Linked DNA regions of Mus musculus: region 1 is linked to region 2. Evidence: chromatin contacts called from public Hi-C data. All regions are on one chromosome and are shown on one strand. Each heading gives the region's core, a stretch centred on a gene start, on an enhancer-like site or on the middle of the called end of the contact. The rest is flanking DNA. Distances are from core to core; before and after follow the strand shown.

The links. Hi-C and Micro-C count contacts between places; a contact is called where the count stands out from the background.
Region 1: a contact with region 2 is called in a Hi-C map of muscle stem cells, with 2.1 times the contacts expected there. The contact joins the promoter of Rtl3 here to the enhancer-like site in region 2. A contact is called at or near these places in 4 of 484 Hi-C or Micro-C datasets (double positive thymocytes, muscle stem cells and nephron progenitors), 1 of 115 datasets of contacts at active chromatin or transcription factors (embryonic fibroblasts) and 1 of 9 other capture datasets (liver).

What each region holds. Positions count from the first base shown.
Region 1 is chrX:106,838,708-106,845,466 of GRCm38.p6, forward strand. Rtl3 (retrotransposon Gag like 3) reads right to left here and starts at 1,832. Exons shown (of 2, transcript NM_199468.2): 1 at 1,771-1,832; 2 at 1-1,155. The coding sequence starts at 947.
Region 2 is chrX:106,802,261-106,809,637 of GRCm38.p6, forward strand. No RefSeq gene overlaps it. Among named protein-coding and RNA genes, the nearest start is that of Rtl3, 35 kb to the right of the region's middle. Within about 2 kb of position 2,366, at least 9 of the 459 cell types and tissues checked have an H3K27ac peak or open chromatin away from gene starts, as enhancers often do. A contact at or near this core is called in muscle stem cells, where this site is marked.

The DNA.
Region 1 (6,759 bases), core at 582-3,081, 36 kb after region 2:
TACTCTAGGGGCAAAGTTGTAGCCTCTAATTCACACTGGGCCTGTTCTGTTCCTGTTCTCGCAACTATCAGGCCCTCTAGGGACTCTTCAGGTACTGAGAGTTCTAGAAACTCCTCGGCATCTGAGGGGTCCAGGGGCTCCTGGGGCACCCGAGGCTCCAGAGTCTCCTGGGGAGGTGGATGCTCAAGGGGCTCCAGCTGTGATGAGGTCTCCTGGTATTCTGGAACCGTCTGAGACTCCTCATCATTTGTAGGGTTGTGGAGCTGTGGACTCTGAAGCTCCTTGAGGGCTGGGGTACCCTGGTTGTCTGTGGGCTCCGCCTCACAGACTGCTGGGAGATCATAACCCCTTGGGGACGCCTGGGGCCTCTGGGTTGCTGGGGACTCCAGAGCCTTCTGGATCTCCTGGGATTCCTTGACTGCTGGTGGCTTCCAGGCTGTGGAATCCAGGGCCTCTGGGGGCTCCCAGGATTCCTTGACCATTGGAAGCTCCTGAGGTCCCCAGTACTCCTTGGACTTTGGGGGCAAATGGGGCTCCTTGATCTCTGGGGATCCCCTGAACTCTGTGATGGCTGAGGATTCTCCAGACTCATTGGTCTCTGGGGGCTCCTGGGGCTCCTTGATCTCTGGGGGTTCCCTGAGCTCACTGATGGCTGAGGGTTCCCTGGGCTCTCTGATCTTTGTGGGCTCCCCGGGCTCTGTGGTTGCTGGGGGTTCCCAGGGGTTCTGTGACTCCCTGGCTGCTGGGAACTCTGGGGACTCTGGGGGCTCTTGGGCCTCTGAGGGCTTTCGGAGTGGTTCATGCTCTTTGACTGCTCCGGATTTCTGGAGCTCTGGTATCTGGGCCTGGAGGGCAGCATTTTCTTCCATGAGCCTTTTCACTTGAGCCTGCAGAATTTCATTCTCCAATTTCAGAGTAACATAGGAAGCTGCTAAGTCCTCTACCATCTTTTGAGGAAACGGGCCTGGTTTGGCAACTTGCTACCAAGAGAGATTGAGTAGCTGCTTGTGAGGTCTTTGCTGAAAGCGGCTCACAGGCAGACAGACGTCAGGCTCCGTGACTTTTCCAAGGGGTGGGGATTTGGACCCAGCCAAGGCTGATTATCAAGAGGTCACTGGGAGCCTTAGAGCTCAGCACCGGGAAGTGTGAGACACACTGTGAAGAGAGAGGGAGCTGAGGATCAGAAACTGTGGAAAGCACTCATTCTATATAAATCAACAAAATCTGTCCAACTCTGCTGGCTTTCTTTTACCACAAGCTCATGTTCATGAACTGGAGTATATTTATTTGCCCTGACCTCATGACATTTTACAAGCACATGACCCAGACTGTACATGTCAGTTTGCATTTTTTGAAACTTCACACTATATCAGAAACAATTGCCCCATATGCCTTTGTTTTAAGTCGTTTTTAATTTCTAGTGTCTACCTAATATTTCAATGTAACATTTGGATGTTAGCAGCTGCTTTCAGCGACCAAATCAGATGTTTAGAGCGCTATGGGGATTTTAGGTTTGGGAGGACTAACACAAGAGATATTTTGAGTGACTAGCATAGGAATTGGGGGTGGGGGTGCTCTTTCTCCCACCTCAGAAATCATACCACACAAGTAACCACACACAATCAGACACGGGAGAAAGCAAGCAAAAGTTGAATAAATAAATAAATAAATAAATGAGCATACATATATACATATTAAGCAGGCACATGCATATTATTTATAAAATGCTTCAAAATAGTTAGCAAAATCCTCTTTATAGATGTACATTACCATTTAGAGATGTAGGGCTGGAGCTCTGCTGTCTGCATAGCCATCGCTGAGGAGAGAAGTGTGTGAATGGCTGCGGAGGCTTGCCTTTTCTGCACACACTGAACTCAAACAAACACACCCACTCCCAGAACACGTTCCAACTCTCCTCTGTAACGTAGCTATTTTGAGTATGGAAGAGTGGTTTTTTTTTTCTCTCTCTCTCTCTCTCTTTTGACAGTACCTCACAGTTCCGAGCTAGAAGGAAAGTAGGATGCTGCGCCAATGTGAGGCAGCTTCGTGCACTCAGTCCTTGGTTACTTTAATAAATATTTGGTCAGGAAATTGGGAGTAATACCACTGCCCTTGTGAAAAGTTGCAAACATTTCTGAATGACCGCAGTGGTTTGGGATTTGATTTTTTTATGTCTGTTTCACGTAACTTACCCGTACTCTATCCACACTGAGACGTTTGTTTAATTCTTACTTAGAGAGCAAACTACAGCCCCCTCAGTCCTTCCTCCTGTCTACCTACTCAGTCCCGAGTGTCCCACCTTGAAATACTTTTTTAGAATCTTCACCGTGGACAGATCTAGGAAACTTATAATAGAGTAAGGATGTCAGAGAGGCAAACTTTTGATTGGCTATCTTGTAAAAAGCACTTGGCTGATTGTGAATATACCTGCCCAGGGTTCTTCCGCCCACCTGAGCTGCTCAGGTAGCTCCTGACAGCACATGGATGCCCTACTTTTACTGGTCTCTTTGTTTTCTCATGCCAAATCATAGTTTTATGCTAGGCATAGATCATATGGCCATTTAAAGCAAGGATCAGAAACAACTATTTTAATTGCAGCAATGAGTTATATAAGGCTACTTCAAATCACGCAATTCAGCCATGGTCCCAAGTCTCCTTTAAACATGGTCAGTTCCACTTATTAGCATAGTGGAATAAATCCTGGAGATAGAATAGGCCTAAACCACAGAAAATTGACTGCCTAGGCTAGCTGAATCTGAATACAGAGGCTTTAAGAAGAAAGTAAAATCATGTGCATCTTTAGTTTGTTCTGTACCTATCTTGCAATTATTTTAAAAGTAAAACATACATAAAAATATCACCATTATCAGACAATTTATTCTATTTGTGTAAAAACTTTCAGAAAACTAAAGCATTCTTTCCCATTGAGAAGAAATAAAAAGACATTTAATAATGCCTTCACCAATTAAAAAACAGAGAGATAGTTATAGTTATGACATTTGTTTTATTTTCTTATCATTAATGAGTGGACAGTTTGAGACATAGAATAAACTATTTAAGTTGTCTGATAGCCATACTTATACAACTAACTAGTTTTACTGTTGTGATGTTTATATGTCCCTGACAGTTATTGGGAATTATAAAGCAATCTATACCCAAACTAAGGTTCTTCAAAGTGCTATGTTTTCTAGAATCTTGTTTATATATATATATATATATATATATTAATATATATATATATATATATATTAATATATATATATATATATATATATATATATATATACAATACTCATTTGCTATTAAATAATCCTCCACACCATTCCCTTTATGCCCATCTACACTAAACTTGCACAGATTTGGTAATTTTCTTAGTCCTTCTAAAATTTAGAGTTCAAACCTCAGTTTATGCAACTGTGAAATGGAGCCAATAACAGTATTTAACTTTGCAGGAGTGGTGTGAATAATCAGTAAAATATCCAAATATTATAATCCAAACATTCAGGAAACAGACACAGGAGTATCAGGAGTTTAAGCCATTTTCAGCTACATAGTGAGTTCGAGGCCATTTTGGGTTATGTGAGAGTCTATAACACACACATATGCATGCATACATACATACACACACACACACACACACACACACACACATACACACACACACACACCCCACACAATGAATACATGAATGAAATAATGTGTGTAAAATGCTTATCGTAGTATAAAAGATAATCACACTTAATGCAAGTTAAGAGCAATAATAAGCCCTGTAGCAGAAGTAACAATTTTAATTTATTGTTTATAGTCATCTTAGAATTATGGAATTTAATAGGTAAACGTTCCAGAATTGTTTGAGCAAGGACACTTCATATGAAGAAATCTACAGCTCATGGATTTTACAGCATTAATTTTTCACCACTCTGGAGCTTTTATCTTTCCTTCCTGGTTGGGTCATGGATCATTTACTTTGCCAAATAATTCTCTTGAATTAGAACTGGAGGCACCTAAGCGGGAAGATGAGGTGATTAACATGAGGATTGTCGAGCAGCCAAGATAGATGTTTAAAAAGTCCACGGACTAAAGCACCAAACAGTGCCTTGCCTAGAGGCATATTTATTCAGTGGGTAAACACAGGGACCTTTTTTCCCTGACTCCCCTTCACTAAAGAGCAAAGACCAAATTTCAATGTCCTTAAGTGCAAGTTCCAAACTGCGTAAACATAGAGAATTATTCTTTTTTGAGTGAAAAAAAAAAGTTACACTGACTTTTGTCCAAATGCCTAAAGTGGTTTTACTATCCTGAATTAGTCAAGTAAGAATAGGAAAGTAAGAATAGGGAGGCAATCACGTGCAAACGCTCATCATGTTCTCCTTCAGTTTAATCCTTCCTAAACTCACAACATGATGGAGTTTATGGAGTCTTTAGGATGGTTATGAAAACATTTTAAGTAAGTGAAGTTCTGTTAACTAGGCAAATTAATATTTCAGGGAAAAAAAGACAAATCTGTTCATTTCACAGACTTACAAAGCCTGCACAGTAATAAAAAATGTTCCTGCTCAGTTATGTTAATAAGTTGCATATGTTGATTGTTAGCTTGGGAAGAAAGAGAAGGGAAAGGTTGAATGAGATGAAGTTCTACTTGGTACATTCCTTTGTGAAGTGTGATCTTACTTTGTTGGTAAATGCACAATCTGAAACATTTTAGACCCCTGCCAGGCTCTTTCTCCTTCAGGCTGGCTGGTCTGTAGCTTTAAGCAACTTAAGTTCCTGCTATTCTCTCTATTAACCCTGTATAGAACCAACAGGGCAGGTTACCCCACAGGTCTCTGGCACAATGCTCAGCTCCCCCTTGGGGGCAGTCCCACCCTGATGACTGTTGTGTTAAACATGTTATTCCTATGTTAGAGCTTGCAGCACTTTCTTAAATTTAACCCTTCATGTTCATGGAACAAATTAAGGCCTTCCTTTTGATTGTCAACAACACACTGATTACAGTATGTTAACACCAAGACAGTTATAATCACTTACTCCTTTAGCTGTTGAAAAGCCAAGCAAGAATTCTTCCTTAATATGAAAGGGATTCTGGGCATTTGTTCATAGAGTGGGAGCAGGTTCCATCTTAGGAGCACTCTGGGGAAGTCAAAATTTGTTGTATTTCTTCTTCTCATTTTATTTCTTGCCACACACATAAGAAAACTTTTATTCTGATCAGATGTCTGTCACCTGTGGAAGAGAAGACCCAATGTGGAAGTCTTTAAAGTAAAATTTCTTGAGGATGCTATCATTTTTGTAGTTTATTTTGAAAGGATGCCAACCCTTGAAGATTTTTCTTGTTAGGAAAGCTATTGTAGGGTAAATAGACCACTATAAAAGGCATACATACAAGCACCACTGTAGGACCACAGCCGGCTGTACTTATGTATATGTAAAAATAATCAAAGATAAAGAGACCATGAAGCTCAAAGGGGACAAACACAGGGGTTAGAGGGAGAAAAGGGGGGAGATAGTGTAATCATATTTTAGTTAAAATTTAAAAATTAAAAAAAAGATGGATGTAGTATAGCATTAGCATTACTTAACACACTTCCTTTGTGATTTCATTTGAATGACTTCAATAAACTGTAGTGATGGCTGACCTGGGTACAGCATTACAGGAAGGTTTTCTTTCTATAAGCCCACTCTTGAGAAGCCTATACGATGAGGGTCTGATCTCCATTTGCTGCCATCTTCTTTCCGCTTTCTTGTGACATTGCTTTGCCCAGAAAGTAAACCAAGTCCACGTAAGACCAACGGGAGAGAGGAGTGGAACAAGAGGGAGGAGAGGAAAGTAAGGAGGTGGTAGGTATAGGAATGGACAAGGAGAGGTGTTTGAAAAGGTGAGGAGGAGAAGAAAAGAGGAGAAGGAAAGTTTAGAAATAGTCTTTTAAAACTCAACAAATGTGTATTTTGTCACTTAAAGACAAAATTATTAATTTTTGCAGTTTCTTATTTTTTAAAAGTATATAAAAGGAAACTTTACTGTTCACTGCTTAGGTTTGCATGCAAAGAGCTTAATCAGCCCATGAGACTTGTATGTTAGTTACAGGTTTGCAGGATATTTAAAAAGAGGTGATAAACTTTAAATGATGCTGGAGGGGAAGTAGGCATTTAGGAGTGGAAGTTAAGTGAAGGAATGTGGATACCCAACTCTCTCTGTTTTGCTATGTGAAATGTATTAAGTAATAGCTGTGAGAGTACTTTAGAAAAAAAATGTGTCATTGGAAAGAACATAGGGTTTGAGGTAAGGCAGGTCAACATCCAATTCTCAGTGCTGCCTTTTTTTCACTAGCTGTGTAATTTCAGGCAAGTTATATAGATTGCCTGAGATTCGTTTTACTTGTCTGTAGAGTAGGAGATAGTAATTGGTAATTACTAAGTTGCTATGAAGACTGGAAACAATCCTGGTATCTAAAAAATAGACATTTGCTGAACTGTAGTAGAAGATAAAAATAATGTTTCTAGTTCAAAGGATTATCATTGATTTTTTGTCAGCTTGTCTAGTATATCTAAACAAAGTTCCCCTCAAATATTTATATATAAACCAAATACGTAATTACTCCAATACCATTTGCTTTCCATAGTGTAAATCCACATTTTTCTTTCCCACTCTCTTTCTATAAATAGTTATTGAATACTCAGGCAGTTAATTATGCTATTAATCACTTGTCTACATACATGCATCTCTCCCTCTCCCTCTCCCTCTCCCTCTCCCTCTCCCTC
Region 2 (7,377 bases), core at 1,116-3,615:
ACCTGGGTGATTCTATCACTACCAAGTTCAGTCGCCAGCCCAAGATACAGCCTTGGCCATCTCTAGAACACACAGCTCTGTGTGCTTGTCCTGAAGAAACACTTACCCCAAATTACCCCTCAATGATTCTGGTCTCTTCTTAATCACAGAAATTTCTTCACCATAGCTGACCAGATACCACAGATTTTTTTTTATACTAATGGTCCAGTGGTAGAGTTATTTAATTTGCTCCCTTTGAAACTTCCCAAGTTTCCATTGTCTGCACTGCTCTCAATATTCTTATCTTCTATGCTCCTACAGAACAACAGCCCACTAGACTTTCAGTACTCAATGGTTTTCTATCCCAAAGTTCCACAATCCTTCCCAAAGCACGATCAGGTTTGTCAAAGCAATTCCCAACACTCTTTATACCAATTTTTGTTTTACATTTCTATTGCTGTGAAGAAACACCATGACAAAAAGTCATGTTGGTGAGGAAAGGGCTTCTTTGGCTCACATTTCCATATCACTGTTCATCATTAAAGGAAGTTATGACAGAGACTTCAACAGGGCAGGGACCTGGAAGCAGGAGCTGATGCAGAGGCCATAGATGGGTGCTGCTTACTGGCTTGCTCAGTCTGTTTGCTTATAGAACACAGGACCACCAGCCAAGGGATGACACTACCTATAATGAGCAGGGCTCTCTCCCATCAATCACTAATTAAGAGAATCCCATACAGCTAGTAGCCTAATCTTGTGGAAGCATTTTCTTAATTGAGATTCCCTTCACTCAGAAGACTCCAGCCTGTTTTGACTTGAAAACTAGCCATCACAGGATCACATTGTGATATTTCAATACTATGCTCTCACCAAATCAAAGCATTTCCCTCTTCACCATTTATTTATGCTTTATGCAGCTTTGTGTTTCTCTTTTCTAGCTCTTTATAAACAATATAGTAGGTTAACTTCTAGTAATTAGTAAGTTTATCTTCAAGTTGACTTTATTTTATTATCATATATATGTTTTTTGCTTCCAAATCTGAGAAAGAATGGTATTTGTCTTTGTCTAGATTATTTCACTTAGATTACTGCACTTTAGTTCCTTCCATTTTTTTTGAAAATGAAGGAATTTTATTTTTCTTTCCAGCTGATAATTTTGCCATTGTGTGTATATATACCACATTGTCTTTATCCATTCATGCATCAATGGGAACCTACACTGATTCCATATCTTAGCTATTGTGAATAGTGTTTCAATAAACATGAGAGTGTAGCTATAACTGCTATGGTGACTTCATTTCCTCTGTGTTTATGTATAGAAGTGTAGTAGCTGAATCACATAGTAGAACAATTTTTAGCTTTTTAAATTCCCATTATACTTTTGGCCATACTGCTAGTGCCGATTTATAGTCTCATCAGATGGCTTATAATAATTCTTTTTCTTGTATATTCTGACCAAAATTTTTTGTCTTTTATTTGAAAACAGCTCTTATAACTGAGGTGTAATGATTTCTCCATATAATCTGATTAGTGGTTTGCTAATGGTTAGGCTTACTAATTTTCAAATATCAGACATTTGTATTAATTATAGTCTCATTACCATGACAGAATGCTGTATGAAAACAACTTAGAAGAAGGATTTATTTTGGCTTGTTATTTCACAAGGTTCACTACAGGATCCCTTATCTCTGTGTGATTTGGTAGAACAGTATGGCACTGAAAACACATGGCAGAGGAGTTTAACATTTCACTTCCTGGATAATAAGGGAACAGATAGGACACAGTGGGTTTCATGGACAAGATACCCACAAGGGACCCCTCTCAGTGATCTACAGTCAACTAGGTCTTATGCCTTATAAAGTTTCCACAGCACTCCAAAGTACCAGCACCATCTGGGAACAAGGATTTAACATATGAGCTTGTAGTACCATTTAATTTGCAAATGTTAAACTTCTGCCCCGTACTCTGAAACCTCAAGTCTAGTTAATGGTGCAAGATACACTTAGTTAACCTACATGAATCTCTAAAGTCTTGAGAATGCAACATGTTTTCAAAAGTTTGTCTAGAATCTTCTCTGAGACTCAAGGCTCCTTGAAATGCCTGAAAAATCGAAAGGAAAATTGTCCACTTCTAATATGCAATGGCAATGAGTAAGCATTCTCACAATAAAAAGAAGGAATAGGAGACTAATAAGGGATAGCAGACTTGAGCAATACTGAAACCCAGTGGGGTAAATGTTTGAGCTCCAGCTGTCTTGCTTGAGAAGCTCTGTTCCCATGACTTTTCTGGTTCCAACCCATATGAGCTCTCTCTTGGACTGACTCTATTCACTGTCCATAGCATTCCTCAGCAGTGTTCCACATTCCTGGCATGTCCAACATCCTGAGTTTTTCATTGTGTAGGATTTACTTTTCAAACACTGGTCACTCCTAGAGATCCTATTACACATTGCCTAGCCTCTTAGGCTTTTCTTTGTAATCTTTGTGCCAGCCTCTATGATGCTACTCTTTGTGTATTCTGCATTCCGATACAACCAGCGTCACAAGGATGATGTTAAGGACTGCTGCCAGTTCAAGCAGTATCTGTGCTCTGAATAACTATAGCAGCATCTGAATGCCTAGGCTGCTGAAAATTAAAAAAAAAAAAAAACTCCCTAGGTGGCCCTGTGTCACAGGGGTACCCCAGCAACTCAACTCCTTGTTCTTAGGAAAATGCCTTTCAAGTGAATTCAGTTTTATAGCTTGGAGTCTGAAATGGGTGCGATGCTTCCTGGGATGCCTCAAAGCCTCTTTACCATTATTCCAATGTAAAAGAATTGGCTTTAACTTAATGGTGCCAATCTCTTTAAAAACAAGTCTCTACTTATTCATAACATTCAACTAATTGTTTCTTCTGGATAAATAGCAGCTTTTTCAAATATTTTTGCTCTGTAGTCTCGTTACAGACCTGTCTAAGAACATCCAGCAATGAACATACTTCAGCCTGAATACTATTCTTGAAAAATTCTTCTCCAAATTAGTCATTCTTAATAAATAATAATAATAATAATAATAAAAACAATTAGCCTCACTCAAAGCACAAGAACTTGGACAAAAAGTAGACATTTTTGTGACATGAATGGATGTGGTAGTTTGAATGAAAATGTCAATTATGGACCCATAGGAGTTTCACTATTAAGGACATATGGCTTTGTTGGAGTAGATGGGGCTTGTTGGAGGAAGTGTGTTACTGGGGTTGGGCTTGCAGGTTTCAGATGCACAAACCAAGCCAAATGTTCTTACTCTTTTCCTGTTGCCAGTTGATTTAAATGTAGAACTCTCAGCTCCTTCTCCAGCATCATGTCTTCCTGAATGCTGCTATAATAACAATGGACTAAACCTCTGAATTGTAAGCCAACCCCAAATAAATGTTTTTCTTTATATGAACTGCCTTGTTCATGGTATCTCTTCACAGCAATAGAAACTCTAACTAATAAAATAGATCTAGTCTAGTGTTTAGTAGAATTCTTTTTTTTTAATTAGGTATTTTCTTCATTTACATTTCCAATGCTATCCCAAAAGTCCCCCATACCCTCACCCCACTCCCCTACCCACCCACTCCCACTTCTTGGCCCTGGCATTCCCCTGTACTGAGGCATATAAAGTTTGCAAGACCAATGGGCCTCTCTTTCCAATGATGGCCGACTAGGCCATCTTCTGATACATATGCAGCTAGAGACACGAGCTCTGGGGGGGGGTGCCACCTATAGGGTTGCAGACCCCTTTAGCTCCTTGGGTACTTTCTCTAGCTCCTCCATTGGGGTCCCTGTAATCCATCCAATAGCTGACTGTGAGCATCCACTTCTGTGTTTGCTAGGCAGAATTCTTATTCCTTTTTGAAACTTTGTGATTCTGGCCTTCATTGTCTTTATCAGTCCAGGATTCTGGTCTTCTGAAGTCATTCCAGATATGCTCTGATTGTAGTCAAATATTTTCATGCCTATATCTCTACGTTCTTTCAAATTCTTCCCAGAATCGAGTTCCAAAGATTTAAGACATTATAGTGAAGTATAATCACAACAGTAAACCAGTCCTCTGATACCAGTTTTCTGTATTAGTCATCTTATTACAGGTGTAATAAAAATATTTGAGAGAATAGATTAAGGGAAGACATTTAGCTTAGCTCATGTTTTCAGAGTTTTCTGTCCATAATGGATAGGAAAGCATAGTTCAGGTCACTGTGATCAGGACATAGGTAAAAAAGAGAAGAAACAAACAGAGAAAATAAACTCCCAAAGCTTTACCCTCAATGATCTACTTCCTCCTCTTGTACTGCTCTACTGACTGATAACATTGTTCATATTTATGTGTTCATTAACTATTTGTTTAAATTAATTATAGAAATACCTATTTGAAATTTTGTTGATTTTGAAGTAATTCCTTTTTTAATTGTTGAGAGATATGTGGTGATATATTTTGAATATTGGATACTTATTAGACACATTATTTAAAAATACCTTCTTCAATTCTGTGTGTTATCTTGTTGCTTTATTGGTAATATTGTTTGAATCAAAAATGTTTTTAATTCTGATGAAATGCAATTTATCCATATTTGGTTTTGCTGATTTTGTTGCAGTATCATTTCCAATAATTCATTGCTAAATACAAGGGCACAAAGATGTAGCTCTGGGATTTCTTCTAAAAGTTTTATAAATTTAACTCTTACTTATAAGTCTTTGATCAGTTTTAAAATAAATTATATAATGTTGTATTATTATTTGAAAATGAAACATGTTCCATGCATTTAGAAAAAAAACATATCTAGAAACCTAGTGCATTATCTAGTAACTAAATGATATAATTAATTCTTTAAAAGTTTGAGGGGAGCTGGGTGGTGGTGGCACACGCCTTTAATCCCAGCACTTGGGAGGCAGAGGCAAGCAGATTTGAGTTTGAGGCCAGCCTGGTCTACAAAGTGAGTTCCAGGACAGCCAGGGCTACACAGAGAAATGCTGTCTTGAAAGAACCGCCCCCCAAAAAAAGTTTGAGGAGAAGTACCGTGCAAGAACTGATAATGCTGCTCCTAGAAACCATAGGTCGTTACACAAAAGCCCATGTGCTTAAACAAACAAGATTCGGAAAAGAAAAAGATGTGTCATATGAGGAATATCTTCCTATTTGTTGTTGGCCTGTCTCCAGAGACTCCAAAAACAATGTTTTACCAGAAAACTCTTTCCACTGTTACAATCGTGGCATAACTAACCACTTTCTCATTGGATATGAAGAGCAATCCTACAAAGAGGATACATATCTGGTACTGCGAATCTGGGTAAAAACTGATAGCTTAGGGAATCACAGTTCCTAAGGACGAGTATACTGCTAATGTATTGTGAAATGGACACGTAGCTAAAATATCTTTGAAATATTTACATCTATACTCTAGACAAATGCTGCTGTTAGACAAATGTTGGCTACTGAGAGAGAAAAGTATTTAGAGCCTTCTACAAAAGTGAACTATACAAACCACAAAACCAATTTACTTAGTCAAGATTTGCCCACCTGTGCAATAGAGGCACAAATGCTGTGGGGGTAGCCAGTCACCTTTTGATTGGATCTGAGATACACTGTACTAAATGGAACCTTTGCCTGTTACTATAAGCCTGGTTTTTAGGTATGTTTCTTATTTTGGCAATTGTGCGATGGTCACTAGATGTTAATACAAGAAAAGCTGTGTGGTTTACATCTCTCTGTACTATTTTTATAACTTTAACTTTTTATTATTTTTTTATCTTTCCAATTGTTGTGAAATCCTAAAATTGCTTCGAAGTAGGATTGAAAACAAAACTCTGTGACATAGTGTAACATTACTTAACATTGATTTGTATTAGAGGTAAGCATCATATAACATTAAATTCATCTTAAGGATACTTATACTATTCAGGTTAGTGGATTTCAGCACATTCACATGCTCTCCAGCCATCATAGCTAGTTTTAGAGCATTTTCATCACCTCCAAAAGAATTTTCTGTACCATGAAGCAATCACTTTTTGTTTTGTTCTCCTCCCCGCCTTTGGAAACCACTAAACTGATGATGGATTTGCCTCCTCTCTGCATTTCATATATACTAGATGGAACAGTCTGTGCTCTTTTCTACTTTTGTTTTTTCCCTTTAAATCTTAGGTATACACTAAGGAAAATTTAAAACAGATGTTTTAAAAAATCTGTACACTAGAGATTTATTCTATTGTTGTGTCTTTTCTTGGTTTAGGTCAGCCCTAAATACATATACAAATGAGCAATGCTTAATGGACTCCACAGCTGGCATTTACATGTACATATGTGTGCGTCTTTGTAACAATAATAATTAAAGAAGGAGACCTTGTGAAGCTGAGGAGTAAGGATATATAGGAGGAGTTGCAGGGGGTGAAGCTAAGGTGGAAATTATACAAATACTGCATTCATGTATAAAATTCTCAAAAATAAATAAAAATATAAATGTTATAAGTTGTGCAAAATGATCATTAGTGACCTAAATCATAATAGCTGAAATCACAAACAATTGGAAATATTAATTCACTGATGAGTGTATGAAAAGTATGGAATAGACATACAGTGGGATACTAAAAAAGGTTGAAGTACATGATGTAACATGGGTAAACCTTAGAAATGTTACTCTAAATTGAATCATATTATTTAAGTTGTCATATGCAGATATGTTTTAAGGCTTTATATAATATAAAAACTTTAGCAAAACTACTGAAACAATTGATTCAAAGGTACACAAAAATAGTTTAATATTGAGTTCAATATTTGTAGGTGTCCAAATTTTTGTAAATGTGACACCCTCCATTAAACTGTATATGTAATAGGTATAAGAATATTTGTATGTATCATGAAGGTTTACTAAATCAATAGCACAAATGTATTCTGCAGAAAAGCGACTTTTTAGTATGTGTAGAAAATATACCTAAAACAATCTCTAAAATTTTACATGTAAGATTGTAATTTTTGTTTTGCTTCCAGGAATTTGTGCTTTATAAGAATTAACACGTTTGGGAAGATACAATAGAAATATAGAAAGTAAGAATGTTCAATTTTAGTTCATCTTTATGCATTTGCGTTCTCATCCTTTTAAAATGCCAAAGACTACATAAATGTTCACATATGCATAAAATGGCTTAAAACTACACTAAGCTGTTAACACTGTTTACCTCTAAGAAGTTGTTAAAGAGGGAAAAGTTGAGAAAATTTTTTTATTTAAAATCCTATGTTTTGTTGCTTTGTTTTCTCCTGATAATTATGTGATTTTAAGTCTCTTTACTTTGGGGGGGGGGGCGTGTGGTTCAACTGACTGTGGTTCACACAGCAGGATTAGATACTATTATTTTGTGTGACTCTCTTAATTTTGCACATTAGGAAA